Linked DNA regions of Sus scrofa: region 1 is linked to region 2. A link is a contact called in public HiChIP or PLAC-seq data. All regions are on one chromosome and are shown on one strand. The core of a region is the stretch at or near the end of the contact, and the rest is flanking DNA. Distances in the headings are between cores, read along the strand shown.

Region 1 (3,446 bases), core at 111-2,610, 53 kb after region 2:
ACTACTAGATTCACATAAGTAAGCATCTTACTCTCTGCTGGCCTATTTCACTTTTAGTCAAGGTGCTGAGTGTTTGTGAGCCTAGGGCTCTTTAAAAAGGATCTTTTTTTTTTTTTAATTTTTAATTTTTTTTTTTTTTATTTTAATGGCCAAACCTGTGGCTTATGGAAGTTCCCAGGTTAGGGGTCAAATTCAAACTACATCTGCAAACTTTACCACACCTTGCTGCAATGCCAGATCCTTAACCCTCTGAGGGAGGCCAGGGAACAAACCTGAACCCTCATGGATAAATGTGAGATTCCTAACATGCTGACCCACAACAGGAACTCAAGGAACTCTTAATCTGCCATGGTATTTCCCTGGTTTGTATCATTCTCAACATGGAGGAATTAAAACAAAGTACCTTAGTTGTCTACAAGTAATTGGACCCTTGAAGACAGCCAAAGAGGTACTTAGTGGCCAAAAAGGCCCTTAATCAAAAGCACTTTATCTACACCTATCAAACAGCAATCACAAAGAAGGCAGCATAGCTTTAAATTGGTGACTTAAATCCTAGACTGAAGACTTTTAGGGAATTGGTCCACAAGTCTTAAGAGTGGAATACCCCAAAAGGAAGACTTGGTCTCCAAACCACTGAGCCCCAGTTCTGCCTGTTATTCCTTCTTTATGGATATAGCAGCATGTCCTTGAGTGAGTTTCTCAAAGTTTTCACATCATATTTATAAGAGAAAATCCTGTTTAAAAAGACCCAAAGTATTGTGTGTATATATATATATATATATATATAACACACACAAGCGCCCCCCTCCCCCAGACATTTCCAAATTTTCTCTATTGGAAGAAACACACACACACACACTCTCACAGGCACAGAAGGCATCTCAACAGAAGGAAAGAGAATAGACACTTGCATGACACTATTTTGAACACATTGCAATATTACGTTATGTTAGTTTTCTTTCTTCCTTTTTTTTTTTTTTTTTTTTTTTTTTTTTTTTTTTTTTTTTTTGCTTTTTAGGGCCACACCAGCGGCGTAAGAGGTTCCCAGGCTAGGAGTCGAATCTGAGCTGTGGCCACTGGCCTACACCACAGCCACAGCCATGCCAGATTCCAGCTGCGCCTGTGATCTACACCACAGTTCACAGCAACAGTGGATCCTGACCCTCAACCCACCACTGATCCAGGTCAGGGATCGAACCCGCGTCTCCATGGATACTAGTCAGACTTGTTTCCCCTGAGCCACTAGGGAAACTCCTCATTTGTTCAATTAATTGCAGTACACTCAAGACAATCTTATCCAAAGCTCATGTATCAAAATCTTATTTAGTTTAGATGATTGAAAATTCAGGGATCTAATCTGTCACAGTCTCTTTGAATCAATCAACAAACGAAAATGCCACAAACTTTAATACATTTGCTAATGATATTAGTTTACGTGGTTACCTTGCTCTTATAATTTCCACCCTTTCCCCAACCCCCATCACCATAAACCATTTAGCGTCTAAGGGTTCGCAATTTTGCTAACAGTTGTTCAGAAGAACAAGCTGGCCTCTGAGTACAGATAAAGAGCTAAAATGTGTAGGGTGGGACTAACTCTTAAGACCTCAAAAAAAAAAGGAGCTGTTTGGAACCACAATTCCACACTCGGGCCTCGGCTGGGAGGGAGAGAACCTCTGCACGTGGGTCAGTAGGATTTCCCCGCCCGAGCGATCCTCCCCGCAGCAGGCAGGTCGGTTCCGAGAGCGCAGGCGTGAACCCGGAGCGGCTTCTCTGGAGACCAGGCGGAAGCGGCGGCGAGCAGAGCTGCGGTTGGCCGCCCGGGCGGGATGGAGAAGCAGGGGGTGGAGCCCGAGGAGGAAGGCAGCCGTGACGAGGGAGAGGACGCGGTTCGGGCCATGGAGCGGCCGGAGGCGGGGGCGGCATGTAGCTCGCCGGGTTCGTCCGGGCCTGAGGAGCCCGACGGCCTCGCTTGGTGTAAATTAATAGGGCGGGGCGGGGCGGGGCGGGGCGGGCGGTCGCCCGGGGCGGCGGCGGCGGCGGCGGCGGCCGTTGGGGTGCGACCGTCCCCGCCCCTTTCAGGTCCTTTCGTTTTCCCCGCACCGCCGAAATAGCTTCCCTTTGCTGCCTGGTGTTTGGAGGCGAAAACCCCCAAAAGGGCTGGCTTTGCCTAGGAGTAGGGTGGGCGCAGCAGTGTTAGTCCAGGGTGCATTTGTGATCCCTCAAACAGCCCCGTGAAAGCCAGAGAGGCCCCCAGGCGCTTTAGGTTGCAGAAGCGGGGAACCTTGTCGCCCGCTTGGCAAAACTCGGGCCTGGCCTCAGCCGGGATGGGAGGAGATGGCTCAGCGCCGAACCCGGGACGAGGCACGTCTGCTGTGGCCGCCTCTCCGGTGACCCAAGTACAGCTCTTGGGCCCTACCTTGTACCTCCCCAATCCCAGGGCCTGAGGTCAGGGCTCTCATTCCTTGCTCCCCCTGTCCCTTTTTAAAAACTTTAATTTTGGAATAGTTTTAGATTTGCCAAGAGAGGCACAAATAACTTTAATATCTTCATTTGTCAAAACTAAGAAGTTTTAACATTAGCATGGTGCTATTAACTAAAGGACAAGCATTATTCAGATTTTACCAGTTTTTCCCTGTTTTACCAGTTACTTTCCTGTTCTAGGATCTAAACCAGAATAGCACATTGCATTTAACCTGCCTTGTATTTAACTGGTGCTTAGAGCTGGCATCTCTTCTGCCCCCTCCCTCAGTTCGTGAACTACTTTTTAAAGTCCGGGAAATATTTACTCAGTGTTCCAATTTAGCAAGTATTGGTGGTCTGTTATATGCCAGGCTCTGTTATAGGTATGGGGTAACCAGAGTTTAACCAGATAATCCTGATCTTATATGGGAGTTAAATATAGTGTACTGGTTCTGTCTTCTGCTATTTGTATTTCAGATTATTTTTTTAATTTAAGGATGTGCCGCTTAGAATAGTTTTTAAGTTGGTTGAAAATCAGTGTTTAAACCTTTCTACCCCTTTCAATTTACTCTTAAGTTTTACTATAAACTTCCAAGTGCTAGGATTACCTCTGGAATCTTCTATCATTGATCATTTTTTTCCCTTAAATTTATAACTATCCTGAGAAAAATAGAGCACACAAAGAACTTCTAAGTAAATAAACAGGACTGAAAACCGTATGTGGCTGGAGTTTCTGTCATGCCTTTATAATTTTTAGATGCTTGGCACATGTAATAAATCCAGGGGAAAAACTTTTAAAATCACTCAGCATTCTTCTTTCTCTGTTGCCATGTTTTACGGAACTGGTCTTTGCTCAGAATTAATAAGCAGCCTGAATGTATTTTTGTATTTCTTTGCATATTGTGCAGCAGTTCATGATCAAGTGGTGCCAGCAGGAAGTTCATCTAGAGTCATAGTACATGTGGATCTGGATTGCTTTTACGCAC
Region 2 (3,732 bases), core at 410-2,909:
GAAAAATAATCCATCAGGAAGTCAAAAGAGAAAAGCCTGGAAAACCAAGTAATTTACATTTTCCTCGAAAAGCAAAACTTCTGGCTGGGTCAAGTTCAAATCAACACACCCAAGTCTGTCACAACCTCCATGGTATTCTGCCGCCAGGGACTTCAAGACAACTGAAGACTGTATCAATATTCTTTTTCCACAATCATATAACTATTCCTGAAACACAATTCAAGGTATAGAATTCAGCCTACAGATGAAGAAAACGAGTAAAACTAGAATGTAACAGAATAGAAGGAAGCAAACAACAACCAGAACACAGCAGAGGAAAGAATACAAAATTATGTATTAACAAACCTCAGCTCTCATTCTAATCCAAATTTCCAAATATGCTCCATATCACAAAATAGCATGTAACCCTTGATACTGTCTAAAACTTGAATCATCTCTGCCCACTGCAAACATCTACCCCCATACCTGAGCTTCCTGTGCTGCCCTCTACTGCAGCATCACTATCTACCTACCAAGTCATCTTCAAGCTAGAAGGCCATATCACAATGTTCAATGCTCCATCCCTCAGCCCACACATCCAATATTAAGTCTAAATGCTCAAAGACTCCTCAATGCTGACAATATAGCTTTGCCTCCTTAATAAAACATTAAAAACCCTCAATCTATTCAGATATTTTTTTCCCTTTTTCCCACCAGCCTTAAAGACACCACACATTCTAAACTCAATGTTACCAGACTATGCTGTGGACCTCTGACTTTCAACCATGTCATTCCAAGGATGAGCACAAGCAATAAAACTATTAAATCCTCCGAGACCAGCTAAAATGTCACTCCATCTATGAAGTTGTCTGTTATTCTCCAAGTCCAGTTAGAAATAATTCTACTATCCCTGCAATTCTACTTCATCACAATTCTATACATTCCCTTTATTAGTCAAACAACCAAAAATTATGTCTCTTATTTAAACCCAAAAACATAATTGATATCAGCTAGCACTGACCAAAGTAACTTCTGAGAGCAAAAAAAACACCTACCAGTTGAATAGTTAAGAAAATGGTTCTCACTGCAGACACAATGGAATAGAAAATTCCATGCATATTTAAAACTTACATTGCCTGGAATTAAAAAAACTGAACTGGAAAGTATTCTCATGATTAATTTTACACTACCTAAGAAATGAAGTATTACTAGAAAACCCAAGTTAATGAAAAATTGGTAAAGATTACTCTGCTATCATGTCACATAATTACAGTTAATTTTAATTAAGCTAAAATAGTCATATGTCCAGTTACTGGTAAACAAGATTCTGATAAACTATTTGATATACAGATATAAGCATATGTACTGCACAGCTAAAAGTACTGGTTATACATACTGTCACCTTCAGAATATGGTACAAGCCATTTTCTTCTCCATAACTGCTATAGCTCATGCTAAGGAAAGTCAGCTGGGCTGCCCCGGGGATTTTAAGACCAACTACCTTCCTCTGCAGGAGGAGAAGGCAAGGCCCACGGGAATGGTTAAGCAGAAATTCTGTCCGTCGGGTAGGTACCATCTGTATAGTGGCAAAATGACTGGATGTGGTGGAGGAAGTCAATGGTAGATAAACAAAATGACTGTATGTCATTAAAGCTCTGGTCTTGTCCAGAGTGACTAAGTTATCATCTGTCTGCCCTCTAAGATGGCTGCTGTTAGGTAACAGTCTCAGACACGCCAGGACTTAACCTGACTAAGCTTTTATTCTAAAAGCATCAAATTGTAACTTAGGGAAATTACTTTTTTTTAAACTCCAGTAGACTAGTGAAGGATATTAGTCATTTTCAGTTTTCTCTGCCCAAAGCGATTACTTCTAATCCCAGTAACGAAATACTAATATTTCACTTTCAACCACAAAAAAATTCCCTACCAACTGCCCCCCTATACCGGCCTACCCAGAGCCAACCTGTGATCTCACCTTTAACTTATCCTCTGCTTTTTTTCAGGGGAAGAAAAGTAACTATTAAGTGAAAATCAAAAGCATGAGTTATATTTTTCCAGGTCATATAAGAACATTTTCATCACTTGAACTATGTCTTTGCTTGCTTTCATTTTGATTAAACTTTTGAAAGCACTTTTTTATTTTTTTGTATTGAAGCATAGTTGATTTAAAGTATTTCTTAAACCTAACCCTATCTTAGAGGTTTCTAACTATAGATTACCAAAAAGAAAGAAATTTTATTTGCCAAATGACTTTCAAATCTAAAAACAACTTAACTGAGATACCAGACAGACTTAAATAACGGTCACCTTAACTTAGTGATATTCCCACTGTCTCTCTATAAACTCATCTGTAATCGGCATTACCTGGGCTAGATAACTGTAGCATGCCCCGCCAGTCTATGACATGAAAATCAAATCTACTGCTACTTGCATGGGAAACTGCACTCTGAAAACGAGTAATAGAGCAGAATGGATTTTTTTTCATGTTACTTTGATAACATGGATAATCTTGATGTTTAGTCAAACCATTATAAGGAGACCAGAAGTCTGAGCAAACCATTTTCTAAAAGGATGCACTGTGGGGGTTGCAGCTCCCAGAGCAGAATAGGATGGACCGGCCTATAAGCAGCAAGGAGCACTGTGGACAGCAGACAGTTAGCTCTAGGGCTCAAGATCAAGTTCTGAGGAACATCACTCTCCAACAATATCAGGAAGGGCTTTGTGGGGAATAATAAACATTCTATAAGCTACAGCACTGGAAATGTTTGAGAATGAAACAACTTCCTATTTTTCCTATCTCTCTAAAAGTTAAAGTTTACTTGTTACTTACAAGGGTCTCCGTACTGTAAAAAAGATTTCTCCAACTTTAAATAACAATTACCTCCAGAAATCAAATTTTAGCTAAGACTAAAAATCTGAAGTTAAAATTATCTTTTTGTATGGAGGTATAAAACATAGTCATAAAACTGCCAAAACAATTAATTCAAAGAAATATATATGATTTTTTCAAATATACATGACATACACACAAAGAAAATCCATCAAAAATTCACCTCCCATATCCCCTTAACTCCTCTCCTCCTAAACTTTAAATGTAGGCCTTTCCCAAAATGATCATCAACCTTCCTCTATAGTTTATCCTGTATAGAATTTATGTACTCTTAATCTAGGACCCCCCCATCTCTGATCAATTACTAAATACAATTCCTCCATAATCACCTTTGAATCCACCCTTCTTTTCCATTTCCATTGCCACTGACTTCCTAAATCAACTCTTTATTATCGTAGATCTATATCACCAAGACAAGCTGACTTTCTTTATGCTAATTTCTCTGCATCCTTAACTATCCAGATTTCTCTTCCTAAATTACCACTATTACCACAATTCCAGTTTAAAAGCCTTCAATGGACTTCAGCCCATTAGCAAAAGGGAACCAAACATCCAAGGCCTGAATTTGAGATTTTTTTTTTTTCATCTCTTCTTCTCTTAACCTTTCAATCCTATTTTCCACTCCTCCTACAAAGTGACCTTTGCCCCAACCATACTGGTTTATTCAAGTATATTCTGAATAAACAGGCTGAAAGGTTTCCCTCTTCAGCCCTATGCAAACCATGCCTTTCACTTGGTTCAGCATGCATGCTTCTATGAAAATACTAATCCATCTTATACCTCTTCCATTAAGCCTTAATAAAACGGAAGTGATAGGAATCAGACAAATAATCATGAACTGCCTGTTGGCATCTATTGTATTC

The links. HiChIP or PLAC-seq counts read pairs in DNA pulled down with a chosen protein or histone mark.
Region 1: an H3K27ac HiChIP or PLAC-seq map of alveolar macrophages shows a contact between it and region 2. The contact joins the promoter of POLI here to the enhancer-like site in region 2. A contact is called at or near these places in 1 of 5 promoter capture datasets (liver), 2 of 47 Hi-C or Micro-C datasets (blood and fibroblasts) and 1 of 2 datasets of contacts at active chromatin or transcription factors (alveolar macrophages).

The regions. Positions count from the first base shown.
Region 1 is chr1:103,792,419-103,795,864 of Sscrofa11.1, forward strand. POLI (DNA polymerase iota) reads left to right here and starts at 1,361. Exons shown (of 10, transcript XM_021093321.1): 1 at 1,361-1,974. The coding sequence starts at 1,827.
Region 2 is chr1:103,739,167-103,742,898 of Sscrofa11.1, forward strand. The region is part of intron 5 of MBD2 (methyl-CpG-binding domain protein 2); the gene reads right to left. Among named protein-coding and RNA genes, the nearest start is that of MBD2, 27 kb to the right of the region's middle. Within about 2 kb of position 1,660, at least 3 of the 83 cell types and tissues checked have an H3K27ac peak or open chromatin away from gene starts, as enhancers often do. A contact at or near this core is called in alveolar macrophages, where this site is marked.